2 separate regions of the Arabidopsis thaliana genome follow, and region 1 is linked to region 2. The links are chromatin contacts, called in public ChIA-PET maps. All regions are on one chromosome and are shown on one strand. Each heading gives the region's core, a stretch centred on a gene start, on an enhancer-like site or on the middle of the called end of the contact. The rest is flanking DNA. Distances are from core to core; before and after follow the strand shown.

Region 1 (6,495 bases), core at 2,479-4,978, 34 kb after region 2:
AACGTCCTGACAAATACAATTATCAAAAACTCTCTAAAAATCTGATCAATCTCCTAAGTTTTTAATATTGTATCATGTAATGCAAGGAATAAGATATACGTCTCAAAACCAATTTAAAAAATTGAAAGAACAAGAATATTTTCCAACAAAATTCAAAAGATATAAGAAGTGGGCACGAGTATACATGTAGCATCTCTAAGCATGAACGCCATCACATAAACTCAAAGACGTGGCTCTATAGTGCACCAAAGAAATTAACTCTCCAAGGTGAGTTTAAAAGTCAGAGTATGGATCGAAGCAAAAAAAAAGTTTTTAGAGTACGTGAAAAGGAAAACTAAAACCAATAAGAATGTCTTGTAACAGTTACCTTAACATCTTGCAAGCTCCAGCCGCATTCAGTCTACAAAATTTCGCGATTCAATGTCGTCGATTTAAGAGCTAAAGTGGATTTAGGGGTTTATAATAAGGTATAAGAACTTCGTGTTGTTTTTTGTTTATTTCGTGTTGTTTTAAGCAAAAAAACATGTCATTTTTTTATATTTAAAACACATCGTTTTATTTTGACGGTACTGTAGACGGCGGGTGGTTTTCACAAATAATTTTAAACTTCAGGTGTTTTTTCATTAAATAAATAATTGAAGGGTTTTTTCATAATATATCTTTAGTTGGGGGGTTTAATTACTAAAAATCCATTTTTTTAATACTGTTTTTACTTTTTAGTTCTTTTATTCAGAACCTGAAAAATGGAATCTAACAGATGAACTTAACCGAATTCAGAATCGATAAAACACTCTCTGTTTATACAATGCTAGCTCACAATTATGAGCAAAATCTCATATGGAAACTTGTACCAGACTCTCTAGCCATATTGTAAAAGGTCTGAGTTTGATTAATTTTTTAGTTTACGAGTTTTTATGATTTGAAGAAGATATGAATACCTAGTAGTAAAACGGGGTAAGGATTAAGGAACCGTGGCACTAATCTAAAACTGCCACTGTTACATAAAAGTTTTAAGATTAGTGAGAGACATGAAGAGAGATTTAGTTAAGAAAAAATAAAATGACTGTCCTTAATTAATTAAGAGCTTTCAGAATTAGCAGAATCCATAACAAGTTCACACTCTTCCATCACAGCCGCTTCTTTAATCTCTTGCAACATTTTCAACACTTGCCACATCGTCGGTCTCTGTTCCGGCGATGCTAAGCTACAAGCTACCGCAACTTCAGTCAACATTCCGAATTTATCCCTATCTTCTCTCCAATTCCCATTCTTCTTCTCACCTTCCTCTCTCACTTTCCTCACCCATTCGATCATCTCATCCAAAGGCAAAACCGGAATCTTCGAAGGTTGCTTCCCTGTCAAAAGCTCCAAGAGAAGAATCCCAAAGGAGTATACATCAGCCTTAACCGATTGATAATTTAGACTCTTGTGTCGAGCTTCAGGGGGTTTATAGGCTGCTGCATCCGCGTCTTCTTGACCGTCATTGGATGTTAGAGGAGGGTTTGTTGCAAGAGCAACGAGACAGTAATCAGCAATACAAGCTTCAAAGTCTTGTCCAAGAAGGACATTAGAGGATTTGAGATTGCCGTGAACTAGCTGCCATGCTTGGTGGATGTAAGAGAGACCCTGAGCGACGTCTTCTGCTATCTTCAAACAAGATGTCCAATGCAATGGCGTTGCCCTCGACGATTTTGTACCTAAACAAATACCATACCAACTTGTAACATAAGCTTTTGAGACCTCAAAAAAAAAAAACCATATAGTAAAGTTAACTGTATAGAAATTCCATCTGACCACTAGAGCTAACTGTACAGTAAAGTTTTAAAAAATTGAGTAAAAACCCTCGTAAGTCGTAACTAGTAAATTTATTACAAGCATTAATCACGCAAACCAAACAAATGCTTGATGTCTTCAATGATAAATCTACGAATCATGTAATAAAATTCAATGCTCAAAAAGAATAAAAATTATATAATCGCATGAGATATGGTTTACGAAGCTTACCGTGGACAAGAGACGAGAGACTGCCATTTGGCAAATAATCATAAATCAATAACCTCTCTTCCTTGGCCTGAAAATAAGCTCTGAGTGGAACCAAATTCGGATGCCCTAAAGCACCAACTGATTCCATGTGATGCTCAAATTTGTCTCTCCCTACACCCGCTAATCTAATGGCATCTAATCTCTTCACCGTGACGATCAAACGGCTATCAAGCAACGCTTTATAAGTGGTCCCCACTGTTCCTCGACCTAATAACTCAGCTGATGCTGTCATTAGTTGGTCCATCGTATAAACGTGTGCCTCACCCGCACAGAATACTAAACTCCCACTTTTTGTCGCTTGTAGCTTCTTCACTTTCTCTTCTATCTCACTCTCTTGTTCTATCGCCGCCGCTACTTCCGCCGTCTCCGCCGCGTCAAATGTCACAACCGCCGTTGATTCTTTCCCCTTTTGTTTCTCGGTTTTGCTTCTTCGTCTCTTCACTGCGCCGATAAGGCACGCGACGGAGATGAAGAGGATAAAAGCGCCGGAGATAAAACCGAGAATCACAAAAAATCGTGAATGTTTGTTTTGACTTGGCCGGGATAATCTTGCGCCGCCTATTTGCGCTATTTGACCGAGAACCATCTTCGGTGACGGCGCCGCCGTTACCGGAGTGAAGAATTTGGCTCTCGGATTGCATTCTTTGTGAACAATCTCACCGCAGAGATTAGGGTTTTTGAGAAATGAAGAAATACCGAATCGTAACAGAACGGTTGTCACCGGTACAGCACCGGTTAAGTTGTTAACCGAAACATTGAATGTATGAAGCGTGGATTGGTTTAAAGGCGGGACGGGACCGTTGAACCGATTCGAATCAAGTCGGAGATAAATCAACCGGTCGGAGAGAACTAAACCGGATGGGATTGGACCGGTGAGGTTATTGAAGGAGAAATCGAGAGTTCTTAACCGGTGAAAAGCGAGAACCGAGAGAGGAAACGAACCGGAAAAAGAGTTGTGATCGAGGAATAATGATTTGAGATTAACCAAACCGGAGAAATCTGGTAACGGTCCGGTTAAGGAAGTGTTCTTGAGACTCAGAACTCGAAGCTGGTCGAGTTTATTAACTGAGTCAGGAATGAGTCGCCCTCCAAGATAAAGATCTTCAATAACCAAACGAACAACTCTGTTTCCATAACACGTAACACCCCACCATTGACAAAAATGAGAGCTCGTGTTTATCTTGTTCCATAAATCAGCTTTGGATTTAAAACGTAACAAAGCAGAAACGTCACGGTGAGAATGAAACACGCGCTTTGTGTGGTTGGAGGAAGAAGAAGAAGAAGCAACAATGGTAAAGAGGAAACAGAAGAGAAGAAACCCAGAAATGGGTAAGTTACATCGAAGAAGCATAGCTTGTAAGACGAATGTGTTAAAGAAGCATGTAAATGTCTGTCTGATTATTATTACATATCAAGAGAGAGGTGAAGAGAGCAGGAGGTACGTGACAAAAGGATGTAAGAAACAATAGAGAAGTAGCTGTCGGGGACTGGAAAGTTTTCAGAGTCACGTGAAGACTGATAAAGTAAAGAAGTTGTGTAATTATTTTAGTGTATTTATGATACTTGTTGAACTGTTGAACGAAGTAAAAGGATAGTATGGATCAGATTCAAATATATTAACGCCGATTTTGTAGGAAGAGATCTAACTCTTGTTTTCTTTCTATCAGAAACGGATCTAACTACTGTAATGAAGAAAAAATATTATTATGATTTAGGTTAGATATAAGATCTAATTAAGGACCATATGGTGGTTGACACTTAAAAGCTAGTTAGTTAACAATGTGACAAAGATTATTTTTCAACTAATAGCATTTTGTTTCTTAATTGTTTTGGAAAGTTTGTTTTTTTTTGCTTCCAGTTGAAGTTTCAACTATGAACTTTACTATTGAGAATTAAACATGATTTGGATGTCGGCGAAAATAAAAGACATGGTTTGAATTTGGATAGTGACGTATACATGTGTTTTAATTCTTTTTGTTGTAGCGGGAAGATATCATCAACAAGAAATTTTTGGAACAATTACATACCTGTTGGTTAAGGTGAATTTAGATAATAAACCGTAAAGTAAAGATAGCCCAAAGCTGGTTATAGTTTTTGGCTTGAAGTTGGCTAACAATTCTGTTTTAAAGTGTATGGAGGGTGTGACTGGAGGGGAGTTGGAATAAAACATAAAAAAAAGAATAAGGAAAAAAATAGGAAAAAGAAAAAGGAATAATGATGCAGCATTTCAAGTTTGGCTCGCAGGCCGTGCTTGATTCACTTGGATCATTATTTTCAACTAAGAAATCTATGTAAAATATAAATTTCTTTTTAAAAAATCGTTTATACCAATTGTAAAAAGCTATTTTTTTTTTTACTATAATTTAATATTATATTTAAAAAAGAAAAAAAAAAAGAAATTCAGAAGAAAATTAATTACATATTAATATGTTTACCTTAATATGTGTGTTTTTCCTAAACAATCAAATAAAAAAGAAAATAGGGAGTACTATTTATATAAATGTAATTAAAGCCCTAATTTAAAGTTTATTTGATAAAATTCTCTAATGGTAGTACAAATTTTTAGAAAACACAAAAAAAAACTCAATAAAATTAAATTTCAAGAATCATCATGAAAAAAGTTAGACAAATGCAAATCAGGCTCAGTGAAGTCATACATATTAGACCAATACAAGCCAGAATCGAGTTTTGGACTCTTTTTAATACACATTAAAGAACAAAAGTAAACATCCTTGCTCTTGTAGACGATAAGATCATTGATACGAGACGAACAAGTGTAACAATGTGGCCGAGAAGCACTATAGTTGGAAAGAACTTCCAATACAAATCGTTTCAAATGGAAGGTGGATCCAACCCTCATATATGGCTCCATTCCAAGTACGCAATCAATATGAAGAGTGGTACAACACAAGTCACACGTATAGAACCACTTTTGTGGATCTAGAATCTTCTCGCATATGTCACACCAATAATCACCCTTGGCCATCTCACCGAATTGTAAGGACAAAGGATGAACATCGTATTTGTGCATTGCCAGTTCAGGGATAGTAGCACACTTGTAGCACATAAATAAATCATCCTGCCCAGTCAAACTCCACATATGCTCACCACCTTTTCCGCAAATCGAGCATGTGCTCCAATTATCGGGAACTACAAGCATTGAATGTGGTTGACTTTTATGGACATACCCATCGTAAATTGAAACACATCGTACATCAATCTTCAAGCCGTCACGACGCTCACTGTCTTCCACGTATGCGAAGCCGCTGCAGCGTTGATTACATACGAAACATATGAAAGGACCCTTCCTCATAAGTGAATTTACGTAATACTCATCATACAGAGTCAATCTCCGACTCTCAGACGGATGCCTTTTCTTCTTGGAGAGGTTAGCACATGTTTCATGTAGTACGAAATCACAAAGCGTGCATATGTAGCATGAATTAAAAAAGATTGGAAGGACGCACCCATAGCATTGCTTGCTTATATCATGAAGGATATCATCCTCATTGACGAGTCTTAGATTGTGTTCGTGAGTAAAATGTTTGATCAGCCCCTCTTCTACCACATAGAATGGCAAAAGATTTGCCGGGTCTTCTTCAGGCACCCCTTCCAATTCTATCCCATCCCAAACATTACTCCTTATTGCACATCTTGAATGAACAACGAAAGTGCAGGTCAAGCATGAATAAGCCCCATACATGCCGTTGACCTCCTTACGACACACCCCGCAACTCCAATTTCCTGAGCCTAGACGAGGAACATGCGAGATGCGGTGATCATGACGGTTAACACATATGACTCGCGGTAAGTAGACACAGTCCATGTGGATGGTGAAACGACATGGGATACATAGACAAAGACATGAATTAGCATCGTTCACTCCACACGCATCACAAGGAAAAGAGAAAGACCCTTTAAGAAAGATGAGGAGTGGATGCTCGTGTGCCTTTTCCGGGTCAAGAATAAAGGGCTTCCTCACACATTGTTTACAAACAGGGAGACCAGAAAAGGAACAATAATACATATATCTGTGAAATACCCAGTGACATATGGTACATTTGATATAATCGTCAAATCTGTCGGTTAAGGATAGAGGATGTGCGGGACTGGAAGGGTTGATGATTTCAAGGCAACCCTTATGGACGTTGATCTCATGGCAAATATGGCAAGCGTGTTTTCCAGCTGTCTCTTCACCACACCCAACGCACGGAGTCGACGAATCGTCTGTTGGGTATAAAGGATGGTTGTGAAACGGAGATAGAATTCCACCATCAGCAATCTCTTCCTCCATTAATTGTAGATCTGAAAAACTTTGGGGGTGAGGATGAGGATATGTATTGATTTGCCACAACCATTATAAAGAATAAAGGCCAGTCATGTGGTGATTCAGTCACGTTCAATTTTTTAAATTTATTCATATACTATATTTCTTAATTAACGGAAGTTTTG
Region 2 (6,146 bases), core at 2,375-4,874:
ACTAATAATTCAATGTGTAAAGATTTTTAATTAATTACAGTTACACGTAATGTGTAATGTTGAAGAAGAAAGCAAGTTGGCTTAAGAAGAAAGAGTTAATAGGATTTTTCTTTTGGGTCATTCATTAGTCATTACTTAAGCAAATTGTCCCAACCAAAAGTTTCTCAGCCTTTGCCTCTTCCATACACACGTCCCTCGTTTGTTTTACTTTTATTTGTTCATACTGAACTAAACCGGAACTTAACCGAGCAGAACAAATCCGGTTTCTTTTCGAACTTTTTGTTTCCTAGTTGTCATGTAACTTTGGTCTACTTTCTCCTTCTGTTTATCTTTTTTATTTTTATTGTTTATTTTCTTCCATTAGCTTAGATTCCCCATTTAAATATATGTACAAAAAAAAAGAGTATACGTGTGGATCAGAATCACTAGTTACCTAAATTTGGTACTGGCAAGATTTATCAATTTATGAATGGTCTTTCTTTATCCTATATACAAAAGAAAGAAAAAATCTAAAAATATTTTTTATTTGAGTGCATCATGTTAAAAAATATTTTTATTAATAATATTTACTTCTAGTTAATTGGTCAATATTGGTTTTATTGTTTGCAATCAATGCGTGAACTGTAATAAAAAAGAGAGTATATGTGTGCAGATTTATTAACTTATGAATGGTTTTATCCTATCCTATATATATAAAAGAAAGGAAAAAAACGAAAAAGGTTTTTTTAGGGTTAACAAAAAGTCTATGTGTAATATTTACTTCTAAATTTTGGTCAATATTTTATTATTAGCAATCAATTTCTTTATTATTTTCTGAACTGTAAATAATAAGGTTCATCCCCTTAAATAAATTTTATCTTCTTGAAACGTTTTTTTAAGAAGAAATTTCATTCTATTCATACATAATATTTTTATATTTTAAGAAAAATCATTTTAAATTTAATGTTTTGTTTAAATTTTATAAAATCCAAATATGGTTGCACATTTTAACTTTGATATATGGAAATTAAAGTAATTTCATATACCCCTGAAAGCATAATTTAATTTTAATTTTTGAAAAGTATTTGAATATTAAAATTTGTTTTGGGATGTGAAATGTTTTTGAAGGCATATGTTGATTTCATTGTGAAAATCAAAGTGTCTTTGTTTAATTAGTGAAACCACACACATGATTATAACCATCTTACTTTGAGAGATTCGAAGAAGAGAGAATTTCTATATAATGTTGTAATTGATCATGATTTAAATGAGTTTTTATATACATTTTAAAATGATTTGGTTTAGAGGGTTACTTCTCTAATTTTTAGAGAGAGAATTGAATTACTCAATATGGTAGAGAAAATTTTGGTCAAGAGTGAAATTTTTATATCTAAGTTCGACCATCTTTGGAAAAAAAACACATTTGTCTGAAAAGTGTGTTAGTTGGGTTTTGGCTAAATTCTAACTGGTTTACATGGTAGTTAGAAATGCAGGCGGTCTGATTATCCATGAAATTCGGAAAACACTCCAAACTTGGGACAAACTTTATGGTGGTCTTTCGGAGAGAAGTCTACTATAAAACAGGTGCAATTCTACCGACCAGATCAGCTGATAGGGTTTATCAAAAAAAAAATTAATTTTAAAACTTTATAAAAGCTACTTGTCTACAATTCTTGATAAAAGATGAAGCATTGGATAAGCTGCTAATCAAAGCTCACCAGTAAAAAATGATCATAGACAAAAAAAAGTGGATGGAACATCTGAAGCACATGCACTAGAAGTAGCAAATGAATCTTTCGGATTATGCGCATGAGCTTATTCTTTGGATCTAGCTATTATATAGCTCATTGGATATCAATGGCCATAACGAAATAGTAAATCACATTGGTGGTCCAATAGTAGCAAGTTAAAGTTCAAAAAGAAGGAGGACGGAAAAATTTTCACAAACCTGCATGGAAAATTTATTGATCTTCTCCTCTTTGTTAACAATGGAACCCATGTTACGACTCATATGCCATGATTCTTTGGATCTGGTTGTGGTAGAGCTTATCATTGTATATTTCATCTGTGGTTTCAGAATATGGTTGGTAGTTGAATTAGATGTTAACGAACCACATGCATTTTACCTTGACGGAATTTGATAAATCACTTTCTCATAGGGGCTAACATTTTTATATCTGAGTCAATCATATGGCATAAGTTGGCTTGCACAACAAGGTGTATTAGTTACTCCAAGTAATATACTATGACCAAACCACGCCAACAAACCTCGTCCTCCGCCAAACTAGAGCCACAAATACATCGATGGGAACCATACCGCCGTCGACGGAGGGGAGTACCTACTCACTCATGAAACTTCTTTAAGAAATCTTGACATGCGATGAAAATCAAAGAGAACCAAAGAAACTAGACCTAAAAAACTTCTTCAAGCGAGAGAAAAAACTCAAAATTTGATCTAATGATTGTCTCCACCATAATACTGTTTAAGCCTTTAAATTTTAAGCTTTAATATTCTTTGACCGTTTATCATCAATTATAACTAATAAGTAATAACTAATGCTCATACAATCGTTGTAAGTCAATCACATTCTCTCTTATCGCTTCCAAGCTTAACCTTTGACATAATTCTATGAAACAGAGGTATTAGCTCTCAAATTTTGAGGCTCATTTTATGTAGATTTGTTAGTGTTTTTTTTTTAATGAATTTTCTAGGCTCTATAATTAACCAAAGTTTTCATAATTAGTAAAATAGACCCCAAATTAACAAAATATCCAAAATTAGCCAAAAAAAACATAATTAGCAAAAAGTCCCAAAATTAAGAAAAAACAGTAAATAAAAATTATGAATCTCCCATAATTAACAAAATAATTAATAAAAGTAAAGTTTACTTTTAAAAAAGGCCCAATTTTTTTTTCCTATTCAGCCTGGATTTTATAAGACCGGCTACGATCGCTTCTATTCACCTTCATTGTAAACCGATAAAACAATCATATATATATATATATATATATAATTTTGGCACAACAATCATATATTAAACCGATAGTTTTTTTTTTGGTGTGTTTGAGATGGGTATCAATTGTTATCTTAAAAGGAACCTAGAAGTAAATTTCGTGACCTTTACACACCACACATGTTGACGTAGATACGCCCAAACGCATGTGGTGTTGTATCAAGACACAAAGTCACAAACTGTCTAAAAAGTCAAAACCCAATCCAAAACCATCATCATGTTTTCGGCTTCTTTAAAATCCCGGTTTAGGGTTCTTTCGTAGCAACATAGAGTAGACGGTCCTGACTCGTGCTCTGCCTCTTTAATTTCCGGTTTAGTACTCTTTCGTAGTAAGTAGAAACTCTATCCATATAGACCCAAAGAAGGGCCACTCTTCTATTCTCAAAGGACTCGGTAAAAAAACAAATGCGAACGAGACAACAAAAACAAGTAAGAACACTCTACGCGCTCCCTCCAATGCGCGTAAACCCCACGTGAGACTGATATCCAAAGACAAGTGAGTTAAACGCTCTGTTTAAGCGCGTGCGTTCAGACACAAAGTGGATAATCATGGGGAAACTGTCTAACCCTAAAGAAAAAAAAGAGAAAGATTTCTAATTTTTTTTAATAGCTAACCAAAAGAGATGGAGAATGCTAAAATACGCTAGATATGAAATAGTAGCTTAACCTACGCCGTATTTTAGTCGTTCCTCTCTTTTAAACCTACGTTCCTCGTCACCGTAATCGCTCTCGCTCTCTCTCTTCTTCGTCGCTTCATCTTTCTCTCTCTCTTTGTAACTTCGAAACCGATCAAATCCATGGCTAACTCTTCCGCTGGCTCCGCCGCAGACCACCGCAACAAACACCTCTCCGTCAATCCACCGCACCAGATCTTCAAAGGTATTTTAATCGCTTCTTTTTTCTTCTTCCTCTTCTCTCCCGATGATTTAGGATTGTGTTTTGAGTCTCTCTCATTACAGAGACTCGAACACAATCCTAATTTTTCAGTGTGATTGTAGCTCATCTCTTTCCCGGTGCTTAATCGGAGATTGAATTAGCGTTAACAGAATTTATATTATAAGTCTCTAATTAGGGTTTTTGGTGTCTTTAGATCGTTTTCGATAACATTACCAGTTTTCAGCTCTTGGGGTTTTGATTTTGGTACTGAATTTGTTATTTTTAATATTTGGTATTGTTAAAGCATTGATTTTTAATGGTTCCATGAGCTATGTGTGTTATCAATTTGTTTGTTGTTTAGTGTTGTTGTAGATCCATTAGATGTGTATTGTTTAAATCTTTGATGTGAGACGTATTGGTACTTCATTGTATCCCTTGTAGAGACCTAAAGCTGATTCTTTTACTGTGTATTTGCTAAAGGATTAGAGTGACATTTTGGCCTTGTGTGTGCAGATATCCAAGGTTCTGACAATGCGATTCCTCTTTCACCACAGTGGCTTCTCTCCAAACCAGGGGAGAACAAGACTGGGATGGGAACTGGGGTATGTTTCTATTGTTTGTGTATGCGTGCAGTTTGTTTTTGATTTCTTAACATGTGAGCTGGTTTAATGTTTTACAGGATCCTAATCAGTATGGAAACCATTCGGATGTTGTGAGAACAACAGGGAATGGGGAGGAGACACTGGATAATCTGAAGAAAAAAGATGTTTTCCGGCCATCCTTGCTTGATGCAGAAAGTGGTCGTCGTGATCGTTGGCGTGATGAGGAAAGGGACACCTTGTCCTCAGTCCGAAATGACCGCTGGCGGAATGGCGACAAAGACTCTGGTGATAATAAGAAGGTTGACCGGTGGGATAATGTGGCTCCTAAATTTGGGGAACAACGACGTGGTCCGAATGACCGGTGGACTGATTCAGGAAACAAGGATGCTGCGCCAGAGCAGAGGCGTGAGAGCAAGTGGAACTCTCGCTGGGGTCCTGATGACAAGGAAGCTGAGATTCCGCGTAATAAGTGGGATGAACCTGGTAAGGACGGTGAAATCATTCGTGAGAAGGGTCCATCTCTTCCTACTAGCGATGGAGACCATTACCGGCCCTGGAGACCCTCTCAAGGTCGAGGAAGAGGAGAAGCTCTTCACAACCAATCAACACCAAACAAACAGGTTACTTCCTTCTCCCACAGCAGGGGGCGTGGAGAGAACACTGCTATCTTTTCAGCTGGACGTGGAAGGATGAGTCCTGGTGGAAGCATTTTTACTAGCGCACCAAACCAGTCTCATCCCCCTGGATCTGCCTCTGACAAGGGGGAAAGTGGTCCTGGAGAACCTCCCCATCTGAGATATAGCAGAATGAAACTGTTGGATGTGTACAGGATGGCTGACACAGAGTGTTATGAAAAGTTTCCGGATGGGTTTATTGAGGTGCCTTCCCTAACGTCTGAGGAGCCAACGGATCCTCTGGCTCTTTGTGCTCCAAGTTCCGATGAAGTGGTTTGTAGTCATAATTTAGTTGATGTTTTTCTTTTTCCTCTGGTATCTCAGTTCTGATCCTTATACCCACTTTTACTCACAGAATGTTCTGGATGCGATTGAGAAAGGAAAAATAGTGAGCAGTGGTGCCCCTCAGACGTCCAAGGATGGCCCTACTGGACGAAATCCGGTCGAGTTTTCACAACCTAGACGGATCAGGCCTGGTAAGAATTCTGTAAAAGACATCCAGGCTTCTAGTCTTTTGTGTTTATGAAATAAATGGTAAATTTTGTGAATACCTTGTTGCAGCTGGAAGCAGAGAAGATATGACATTCGGTGCTGAGGAGTCTAAAGATGAAAGTGGAGAAACAAGGAACTATCCAGATGATAAGTTTAGGCCTGAAGGTATGTGTTGACAGATTGTGGCCTTCATGCAGCTTTGTTGACTCATGTTGGTGCTGTTAGGAATAGCTGATATTGGAACCAAGTGCATGTCCATTTCTATGGTTAACGAAATTAACTCATATCAGTTAATATCTTTGAGCAGTGTTGTCAAAGCTGAAAATGCTAAGATTTGTTCTGAGTGATATGCGAGTTCTTTCTGTCCCTATTTGCCTCTCACAATATGGTTTCTGTCATTTTACAGCTTCTCATGAAGGTTATGCACCTTTTAGGAGAGGCAATGAGGCACCTGTCAGAGAACTGAAAGAACCCAGTATGCAGGGAAATGCTCATGTTCAATCTGCCTC

Evidence for each region. ChIA-PET counts read pairs in DNA pulled down with a chosen protein or histone mark.
Region 1: an H3K4me3 ChIA-PET map of shoot shows a contact between it and region 2, with 17 read pairs. The contact joins the promoter of AT5G43020 here to the promoter of AT5G42950 in region 2.

Annotation. Positions count from the first base shown.
Region 1 is chr5:17,254,349-17,260,843 of TAIR10.1, forward strand. AT5G43020 (Leucine-rich repeat protein kinase family protein) reads right to left here and starts at 3,729. Exons shown (of 2, transcript NM_123668.4): 1 at 2,005-3,729; 2 at 857-1,697. The coding sequence starts at 3,394. The coding sequence ends at 1,078. It overlaps AT5G43030 (Cysteine/Histidine-rich C1 domain family protein), which reads right to left and starts at 6,436. Exons shown (of 1, transcript NM_123669.2): 1 at 4,579-6,436. The coding sequence starts at 6,337. The coding sequence ends at 4,643.
Region 2 is chr5:17,220,646-17,226,791 of TAIR10.1, forward strand. It overlaps AT5G42950 (GYF domain-containing protein), which reads left to right and starts at 3,625. Exons shown (of 10, transcript NM_123660.3): 1 at 3,625-3,872; 2 at 4,383-4,471; 3 at 4,549-5,418; 4 at 5,501-5,621; 5 at 5,707-5,802; 6 at 6,044-6,146. The coding sequence starts at 3,791. It overlaps AT5G42940 (RING/U-box superfamily protein), which reads right to left and starts at 27. Exons shown (of 6, transcript NM_123659.4): 1 at 1-27. It overlaps AT5G06425 (a long non-coding RNA gene), which reads left to right and starts at 112. Exons shown (of 1, transcript NR_142916.1): 1 at 112-330.